3 separate regions of the Mus musculus genome follow, and regions 1 and 2 are each linked to region 3. Evidence: chromatin contacts called from public Hi-C and HiChIP or PLAC-seq data. All regions are on one chromosome and are shown on one strand. The core of a region is the stretch at or near the end of the contact, and the rest is flanking DNA. Distances in the headings are between cores, read along the strand shown.

The links. A called contact is a pair of places that touch in the nucleus more often than the background predicts. HiChIP or PLAC-seq counts read pairs in DNA pulled down with a chosen protein or histone mark.
Region 1: a contact with region 3 is called in a Hi-C map of B cells, with 14 read pairs. The contact joins the promoter of Ppt1 here to the enhancer-like site in region 3. A contact is called at or near these places in 6 of 39 promoter capture datasets (the HPC-7 cell line, cranial neural crest, embryonic stem cells and 2 more), 1 of 484 Hi-C or Micro-C datasets (B cells), 7 of 115 datasets of contacts at active chromatin or transcription factors (bone marrow-derived macrophages, differentiating embryonic stem cells, embryonic forebrain and 3 more) and 2 of 9 other capture datasets (adipose tissue and embryonic stem cells).
Region 2: an H3K27ac HiChIP or PLAC-seq map of double positive thymocytes shows a contact between it and region 3, with 7 times the contacts expected there. The contact joins the promoter of Mycl here to the enhancer-like site in region 3. A contact is called at or near these places in 3 of 39 promoter capture datasets (the 3T3-L1 cell line, cranial neural crest and frontonasal cranial neural crest), 1 of 484 Hi-C or Micro-C datasets (B cells) and 3 of 115 datasets of contacts at active chromatin or transcription factors (double positive thymocytes, embryonic stem cells and large pre-B cells).

Annotation. Positions count from the first base shown.
Region 1 is chr4:122,834,646-122,837,596 of GRCm38.p6, forward strand. It overlaps Ppt1 (palmitoyl-protein thioesterase 1), which reads left to right and starts at 1,582. Exons shown (of 9, transcript NM_008917.3): 1 at 1,582-1,734. The coding sequence starts at 1,611.
Region 2 is chr4:122,994,509-122,997,241 of GRCm38.p6, forward strand. Mycl (v-myc avian myelocytomatosis viral oncogene lung carcinoma derived) reads left to right here and starts at 1,423. Exons shown (of 3, transcript NM_001303121.1): 1 at 1,423-1,642; 2 at 2,006-2,510. The coding sequence starts at 1,562.
Region 3 is chr4:121,194,955-121,197,947 of GRCm38.p6, forward strand. The region is part of intron 1 of Rlf (rearranged L-myc fusion sequence); the gene reads right to left. Among named protein-coding and RNA genes, the nearest start is that of Rlf, 19 kb to the right of the region's middle. Within about 2 kb of position 1,462, at least 115 of the 459 cell types and tissues checked have an H3K27ac peak or open chromatin away from gene starts, as enhancers often do. A contact at or near this core is called in B cells, adipose tissue, bone marrow-derived macrophages and 1 more, where this site is marked.

The DNA.
Region 1 (2,951 bases), core at 332-2,831, 1.6 Mb after region 3:
TGAGACAAAGGCTCCCACTGAACCTGGAACCTGGCGATCTGATTAGACTGTGGCCCGGCAGCCAGCAAAACCCAGGGATCCCCTTGTCTTTGCCTCCTCCACACTGGGATTGCACTTCCCTACACCTGCGGGTGTGGCCATCCAACTCAGATTCTACGCTGAAGCAGCAAGCACTTTAAAGACAGAGCTGTCTTCCTGGCCCCGGGCCTATTTTTGCTTTCCTTTGTTTTTACTCTGATTTATTTGTTTACATTGTGTGTTTATGAGTCTCTATGGGGACATGTGACTGTCGGTGTATAGAGCTCAGAAGACAGCTTGCACAACTTGTTTTTTTTAACCTCAAGCTATCATAGTTCTCAAGAGGAAAGGATCAGGAATGGCTTAGTGGCCATTGTTTTATCCAGCTGAACAATCTAGCTGGCCCAACGCTTATCAGACTGTGCACTGTATAATGCATCCTAATCCTGTATTTTAATTGGCTTTCCAATTACTAAGTAACTGCTGGTTTCAGTGGGGTGGTACAGAAGGGTTTCATGTGGGTGCACAACCGGTTATTCTTCTAGATTTTTCATATGTCGCTCTCTACAAGACTACTTCATCCTTTATAAAGCCGGTGTCAGAGAGTCCCACTGTACCGTGAATACACCCTATTTAACAGATTCCTTTAAACATTTTTAATGCTTTTTTAGGGGAAAAAATGTTTGACACTGTCATTGAGGTGCCGAGGCTGCACTGAGGGAATCTAGAAAAGATGTGGGAGCATAGACAGGAGCCTCTGGGCTATAATAAACCAGAGTGGAGCTTGGATAGGACGTAGCTATGTTTCCCATCTTCCTAGTACATGAAATACCTGAGAGTCCATGACAGCCTGGAAGTCTTATTACATCTTTAATAAGATACTTTTTTCCCTCTTCAGGAGTCCAAACTTCCTCCTCCCTAATTACATCTTTAGCTTTTGAAACCCCATCTTAGCTTTACGATCCAAACCAAACCTCACCATGATATAACTTGCCCTGGATGAAAATCAAGTCTCCCTTCCCCAGTCCCGACACTGAGCCTTTTCTTCCAAGGGCTATAAGTACTATGGCACTGTGCTGAAGAGTTTTCTGCCTCCGCCTCCGAGGACCTTACCTAATTTCTCACACATGTGCTAAAATAAAAACAGTCTCCTAGGGGGAAAGCACCTGCAGCCAAGCCTGATGGATGACCTCAGTTCAATCCCTCTGACCGCTCCTGCAAGCGGTTCTCTGGCCTCCACACATGCGCTGTAGAACGCGAGCCGTACACATATGAAACGCCCACACATAGAATTAAAATTACGTGCAAATGACATAATTGTTAGCGAATAAACAGCTCTTTTCTGCTAATACACAGCTGAAAGAGAAGGCAAAGTTCCGTAGGGGGAAGGGGGAATTGTCACCTAGGCGTCCTTGGGTGTAAAATGAGAGCAGTGCATAAGATCAATTAAAAGATGGAAAGCCCTTATATAGTAGAGTCTGGTGGGTGTTAAGCAATGAATAAACGTCTCTGTCAGGATGCAGAGCCCGGCAGGGGGCGTGGCCACCGGAATTACTTTGGTCCACAGTCCCCGCGGTCATGTGATTGCTAAGATGGCGTCGTCCTGTTCGCGGAGGCTGCTAGCTGCCGCTCTGCTGCCTTGGTGCTGCGCCGCCTGGGCCCTGGGGCATCTGGACCCACCTTCACCACCACCGCTGGTGATCTGGCATGGGATGGGTGAGTGGGCGTGGACGGGGGCATCCTTTTCCCCCCTCGGTTCTTAAATCTGGAAAGACGATAGGGATTCCACAGCACCCGCCTAGTCCAAGGTTTTCGGATTTGTTGCTCTGCACGGAAGGGACGACAACCAGGTGTCTTTAGTGAGTGCTCAGTGAGTATTGTGCACGGCTTGGTTTATGCTTTGTTAAAATCCTGGCAGCAGTAGCATCAGCCTGCAGTATCTCACAGTCAGTCCAGCCTGCCCCTGCAGAGCTGGACTGCACACTCAGGCTTTCATTCCTTCACATCTGAATAGAGATCTACCAGGGGCCTTCATGTCCTTTATACAGTTACCTCAGAGCACCTGCTATACCTGAGCATGAAGCATTCTCATCTTTCTGGAACTTGCTGTCCAGTGGGGGAAACGTATTATAAGGAAATACGGGAAACTTGTCAAATGGCCAGGAGTGCAGTGAAAACAGAAGATAGAGCCTCAGGTGTGAGCTTGTGCTTCTACGGAGCAAGTTAGAACAGGAAACGGGATTCACCCAAGAGTGACAACTGAGTAGAGCTTAAGAGGATGCAGCACCATGGAGGGAGCAACTGGCCAGATCCTCCCTCCCGCCCCACCCCCCCGGAGCTCCCAGGGATTGGACCACCAACTAAAGAGTACACATGGAGGGACCCATGGCTCCAGCTGCCTATGTGGCAGAGGATGGACTTGGACATCAGTAGGAGGAGAGGCCCTTGAACCTGAGAATGTTCGATGCCCCAGTGTAGGGGAATGCCAGGGAGGGAAGACAGGAGTGGGTGGGTGGGGAACACCCTCATAGAGTCAGGGGGAGGGGGGATTGGATAGGGGGGTTCCGATGGGGAGACCTGGAAAGGGGAAAACATTTAAATGTAAATAAAGAAAATATCCAATAAAAAAAATAAAAGAAGGAAAAAAGAGAAGAAAAAAAGGAGGACGAGGGAAGATGCCATAGGGACATGTGGTCACAGGAGCAGCAGGTGCAAAGGCCCTGAGCTTGGCAGACTAGCATGCAGAGCAGTGTAGCAGGAGCAGCGGGAGCAAGGGAATAAGAGGGTGGACAAGTATGCTGGGGCTTTTAAGATTAGTGTAAGGACTTGGAATTTCACTAGGAACTTGTGAGGTGGTAGAATTTACATTTGTAAAGAACTGTTCTAAGCCCTTTGTGCTAGCTAGCAACTGTAAAGAGCTAGTTTAGGAATGT
Region 2 (2,733 bases), core at 173-2,672, 1.8 Mb after region 3:
TCAATAAAATCTGGTTGGCTAGGTCACTCAGGAAGCCAGTGCGTAAATATTGCCAGAAGTCATTCTAGGTGCAGGGACTACAAAGCGAGCCAATTCCTGCTTTCAAGGATGTCCTACACACACCTTAGACACAACAAATGGAAAATGGAGAGTCACACACACCCCCTGTCTTCTCACCCAACTCGTGGGTCATCTCACACCTCCCTGGCCCAAAACAACGGGACGTGTTTATCCTTCTGGCTTCAGTCTGTTAGGATGGCAACAGCCTGTAGTTCTGAGTAGTTAGACAAAAAGAGTAGGAGGAAGAGAAGGATGGCAGACAACCAGACACCAGACCTTGATGCCAGGTGTAGGATTCTAGATGAATTGGCTGCTATCCTAAGTTACCTTCCTTGGACCTAAATTAGTTAGTCTTTTCCTTTCTCAGAAGGTAGCCTGTTTATGATAACACAAAGGAAATATATATATATCTCCATCGTCTCGGCCAGGGATGTCATGCAAAACTTCAAACACTTTGATCCCACAGCTAGGAAGCACAAAACAGGGGCCTGAATGAAGTTTCCACACCCCTACACTCCTATCTCTAAAACAGCCGTTAGGAGAGTTTTGTGTGGAGGATGAATTCTGGGAGGCAGGGCTGTGAAGGAAGGGTCAAGTGTCAGCTATGACCTGGGGGATGACAGAGGTCTCACTACCCTCCCCAGGGATAAAGCTGCTGTTGTTCGAATTCTCTCATGTCCTTTCCTAAGGTGCTCTATCTTTTTAGTAAACAAATTCAGCCCGGCGATCCTGTGAAGTCATTACCATTCCTTCATTTCACAAGTAAAATTGGGGCTCCGAGGGATTATATATACTGCAGGCTTTCTAGCTCGGAATCTTCACTGCTATTCAAGGTTTAAGCCACTGAGCTAAAGAATGGGCTAATGGTTACTGAAGCAATGGGTTGAAGAAGCCTGGGTTCAGGGCCGAGGGCCACCAGGTGGCGCGGTGGAGGTGCAGTGTGTGCCCCACCATCACCACCACCACCTCCTCTGTCATGGGTGGGACGCACCTGAACCTGGTGGGGCGCGCCCCGGGAAGTAGACTAGCAGGGTGGGGCAGGGAGCAGCTCTAGTCCTTGGCTCTGAGTAGGCGCGGAGCGCCGCTTTAGTTAAGTCGCTTGGACCGCGGGAGCCTCTCGAACAGTCACGCCTCCACCAGGAGACTGCGGGGCTGCATCAGCTCTTCTGCTCTGCGCTCCCCAGCGTACAATTTATTAGGGAGCTTCAAGGGATAGAATAGAAACGACCAGTTCAGCCAGGAGGTGGGGCCGGCCCCACCTGTCGCCAGCGGAGAGAGGGGCGGGAGGGGGAGGGGCTTGTCTCCTAGGGACCACCCCCCCTCCTGGTCCCCAAGCCCCGGGCACGCGACGAGATATAAAGCAGTCGGGAAACAATGCGCCTGCAGATCGCGCTCCCGCGTCGATCCCGGGAGCGTCCTGGCTGCCGTGTGCGAGCGAGGCGGGGGGCGCGCGCACGGGGGGCGCGCTCGTGAGTGCGGGGCCGCGCGCTCGGTGGCGCGCATGTGTGTGTGTGCGGGCTGCCGGGCTTCCCCGAGCCGGCGGGGAGCCGCTCCGCTCCAGGTGGCGGGCGGCGGGAGCGAGGTGAGGCTGCGGGTGGCCCGGGCAGGGGTCCCCAGGGGACTGGCGGGCTGCAAGGCTGCAGACTGCCTTCGAGACAGCGCGCCCCCGCCCGGCCCTGCTGTGCCCCCGGAGCTGAGCTCCGGGCGGTGCTGGCAAAGTTTGCTTTGAACTCGCTCCCCTCAGCCTGGTCGGCCCGTTGCGAGCTGCCCTGAGCGAGCTGACCCCAGGCCAGGCTTCCCAGGAGCAGGGACCAGGGCGCGGGCTGCAAGCTGGTGGGCCTGGGGAGAGACCAGAGCCCCGCAGCCAGCTGCAGCGAGGGACTCGGAGCCGCCTCTTCCCTCGGCGGGCACCGCAGTCAGCTCGTCTCCCCCTTCCCTCCCGCAGGGAGCGGACATGGACTTCGACTCGTATCAGCACTATTTCTACGACTATGACTGCGGAGAGGATTTCTACCGCTCCACGGCGCCCAGCGAGGACATCTGGAAGAAATTCGAGCTGGTGCCGTCGCCCCCCACGTCGCCGCCCTGGGGCTCCGGTCCCGGCGCCGTGGACCCAGCCTCTGGGATTAATCCCGGGGAGCCGTGGCCTGGAGGGGGTGCCGGGGACGAGGCGGAATCTCGGGGCCATTCGAAAGCCTGGGGCAGGAATTATGCTTCCATCATTCGCCGTGACTGCATGTGGAGCGGCTTCTCCGCCCGAGAACGGCTGGAGAGAGTGGTGAGCGACAGGCTGGCCCCAGGCGCGCCCCGGGGGAACCCGCCCAAAGCGCCCGCTACCCCGGACGGCACTCCTAGTCTGGAAGCCAGTAACCCGGCGCCCGCCACCCAATGTCAGCTGGGCGAGCCCAAGACTCAGGCCTGCTCCGGGTCCGAGAGCCCCAGCGATTCTGGTAAGGACCACCCGGGGGCTAGCTAAGAGGGAGGCACCCCTTGGGTGGCCAGAGCTCTATCTACCGCTGTTTGAAATCAGGCATTAGATCTTAAACCTTCCCATCACCTCCCCATTTTCTGACTGAAGCTGTCGGTGTAGCCCCCAGCTGTGTCTGTCTGGCACGTGGGTGTGTTGGTAAACAGTTTGGAGAAGTGGGGAGGGAGCCAGCGTCCCTCTGATGG
Region 3 (2,993 bases), core at 212-2,711:
CTCAAATTCATAATCCCAGCACCTGCTCCCTGCAGCTGACCTTGAGCAGTTAAAACCCCAGCACCCCTTTCCTGCCTCTCATGCATCAGCACTCTTATTTACATACCCATGCAGAGACCTACAAATTTACATAATTAAAACTAATCAAAATAGACAATGTTTAAAAAAAGAGTAAAAAGGGTTGGAGAGGTTGCTTTTCTAGATTAAGAGCACTGGCTGCTCTTCTGGAGGGCCCAGGTTCACGTCTCAGTACATATAAGTCATCTGAAACTCCAGTTCCAAGGGATCTGATGCCATCCATCTTCTGACCTGTACAGGTACCAACCACAGATTACATGCAAGCAAAACATTTTTACATACAGATAAATACAATTTTTAAGTTAAATCAATAAAACAAAGGTGCAAACAAAAACAAGGGTAGAGACTATAAATTATTTGGAGGATCCTAAAAGCCAGAACCCCAGAACAAAAATGACCTGTGCTGGGATTAGGAAGAAAGAAAAGAGTATATCCTTAATGGTTATCTTTACAAAAAAAATTTTTTTTTAAATTTTGAACCAGGCACGGAGGAATGTGAGTTTAATCTCAGCACTCGGGGAGGCAGAGACAGGTTGAGCTTTGACTTCAAGACCAGCCTGATGTACATACATAGTGTGTTCCACGATAGCCAGAGCTACATAGAAACCCTGTCTCAAAAATCCTGAGTGCGTGCTTAGACGTATGTATGTGTATTGTGTACATGCTCAGTCAGAAAAGGGATTCAGAGTCCCTGGAACTGGAGTTACATGTGGTTTCGAGTCACGGTGTGGGTGCTGGGAAATAAACCAAGGTCCTGTGCAAGAGCAGCAAGAACTCTTAACCAATGAGCCATCTCTCCAGGCCTCTACAGCATATTTTGAAAAAGTATTAGTCTTCCATTTTTTATTATAAAATTAATGTCTTGTGGCTTTCAAAGTATGCCATAATTTATTCTGACACTCCAGAACTCAGATCATAAATTAAGACAGTATTTTGTTGGACAGTGCTGATCTGAATAAAATTGGATTCTAGTTAAAAAAAGAAAAGCGCAGAAAATGTTCTATTGTCTATTATTTTTACTATACCTTTCCATGTTTGGTTTTATTTAGAAACATAGATGCCTAATGATGTGTTGCAAGTTGCCAACAGTATCTAGTATAGTAACTTGATGCACAAAATTCAGAGCCTAGCAGCAATAAGGTAGATACAATATATAGCTGAGATGTACAGTAGGCTCTTATGGCACCTAAGTTTAAGTATATCCAAGCATGCTAGGCCCACAGGCTACTCTCTCTCTCTGTGTGTGTGTGTGTGTGTGTGTGTGTGTGTGTGTGTATGAGGGGGGAGGAGGAGGAGGAGAGGGAGAGGAAGATTGGAGTAGAACCTAGAGCTTCAAGCATGTTAGGCCTTGCCTAGCAGCTGCCTGCTTACAATGAGGAAGTGGCTAGGTGAAACCGCAGCTCTTTCACCTTGTGTTGTTACTTGTAACCAACTCACACTTTCCACATTAGCTACAGCCAAAAAAAAAAAAAAAAAAAAAAGTGTCTCTAGCCAGTGTCAGGCTTCCCATTTAGGCACGAATGACTTTGAATTTCTGATCCACTTTCTAAAGACTGGGACTATAGAACTGTTTTATGAGCTACTGGGTAGGGGTCCAAACTCAGAGCTTCATATACAGTAGGTAAGCACTGTACAAACTGAGCCACATCCAACCCTTCAGCTGATTTAAAAGAGACACAGAGAGACTTCCTTGTCATTTCCATCCTCCGCTGATCTATATCCCCGACCTTTACTTCATTTTTTAAATAAGAAAGCAGAAGCTGGGTGTGGTAGTGCAAACCTTTGATCCCAGCACTCAGTAGGCAGAGGCAGGTGGATCTCTGTGAATTCGAGTCTAGCCTGGTCTACAAAGTAAGTCCAGGACAGCAAGAGATGGTTACACTGAGAAACCCCCTTGAAGAGCCAAAGGGGGGGGGGGGGACGGACAGATTTTACGCTTTAATCTGAACTAGTCACCTGCCTCCAATACCCATGTTTTATCACTATTCTGTATGTCTACTCAGAACTCACAAACCTACTATCGCTTTAATAAATATGCTTATTTCCAAACTCTGCCTTTACTTCCGACTCCACTACCTTTAGTGTCTGCAGCCTCTGCAGTGTGGTCATCATTTGGCCTACTTCCTCAGAGTTTACCACATCCACCTCCCATTCGAAAGTCACTGCTTCTGGGAAGTTTTCTGGCAATAGTGCTAAGTGACACCCACTACTTTGCAATCCTGTGGTCATGTCAGGGAAGTGGCTCAGTTTAGGTAGAACTGTCTCGCCTGCTCACTGTTCTGGGTTTGATCCTAGTACCAAAAGATGGCCATGGTTTGCAGACCTGTCATCCCAACCCTTGAGAGTCAGTGACAGATGAGAAGTTCAGTGTCATCCTCATCCAGCTACAGAAGAACCTGCACCCCCAAAGCAACAGCAACAGCAACAACGACCCAACTAAAACAACTACAAGTGTCAGTTGTTCATTACAAATGAACATCGTAGGGTAACTGGATTTTTTTTTAAAGATAAGTGTGTGCATTATTTTAAAATCTGCACATAACACAAGAAATCTTATTCTGATTTTAATTTCTCAACAAATGAAATACATAAAATTCTAAATCTAGCTAAGAGGTGGAGAGTTTAATCCCAGCGCTTGGTAGGTTGAAGCAGGCAGATCATTTGAGTTCAAGGCTGGTCTGGTCTACAGAGCAAGTCCCAGGATAGCCAGGGCCTCACAGAGAAATCCTATTTTGAAAATAAAGTTCTAAATCTGAGCAATGTGATTATATTGTAAAGGGCAAGCTTCCGCGGGAGTCAGCAATTGAATCTCATCCCTGAAACAGGGGTTAACATTTTAAAATGCAAAAGTAAGGAGATGGGAGGACTCCAAAGATGATGAGAACTAAGATTTAAACATCAGTTAGCAATGAGGA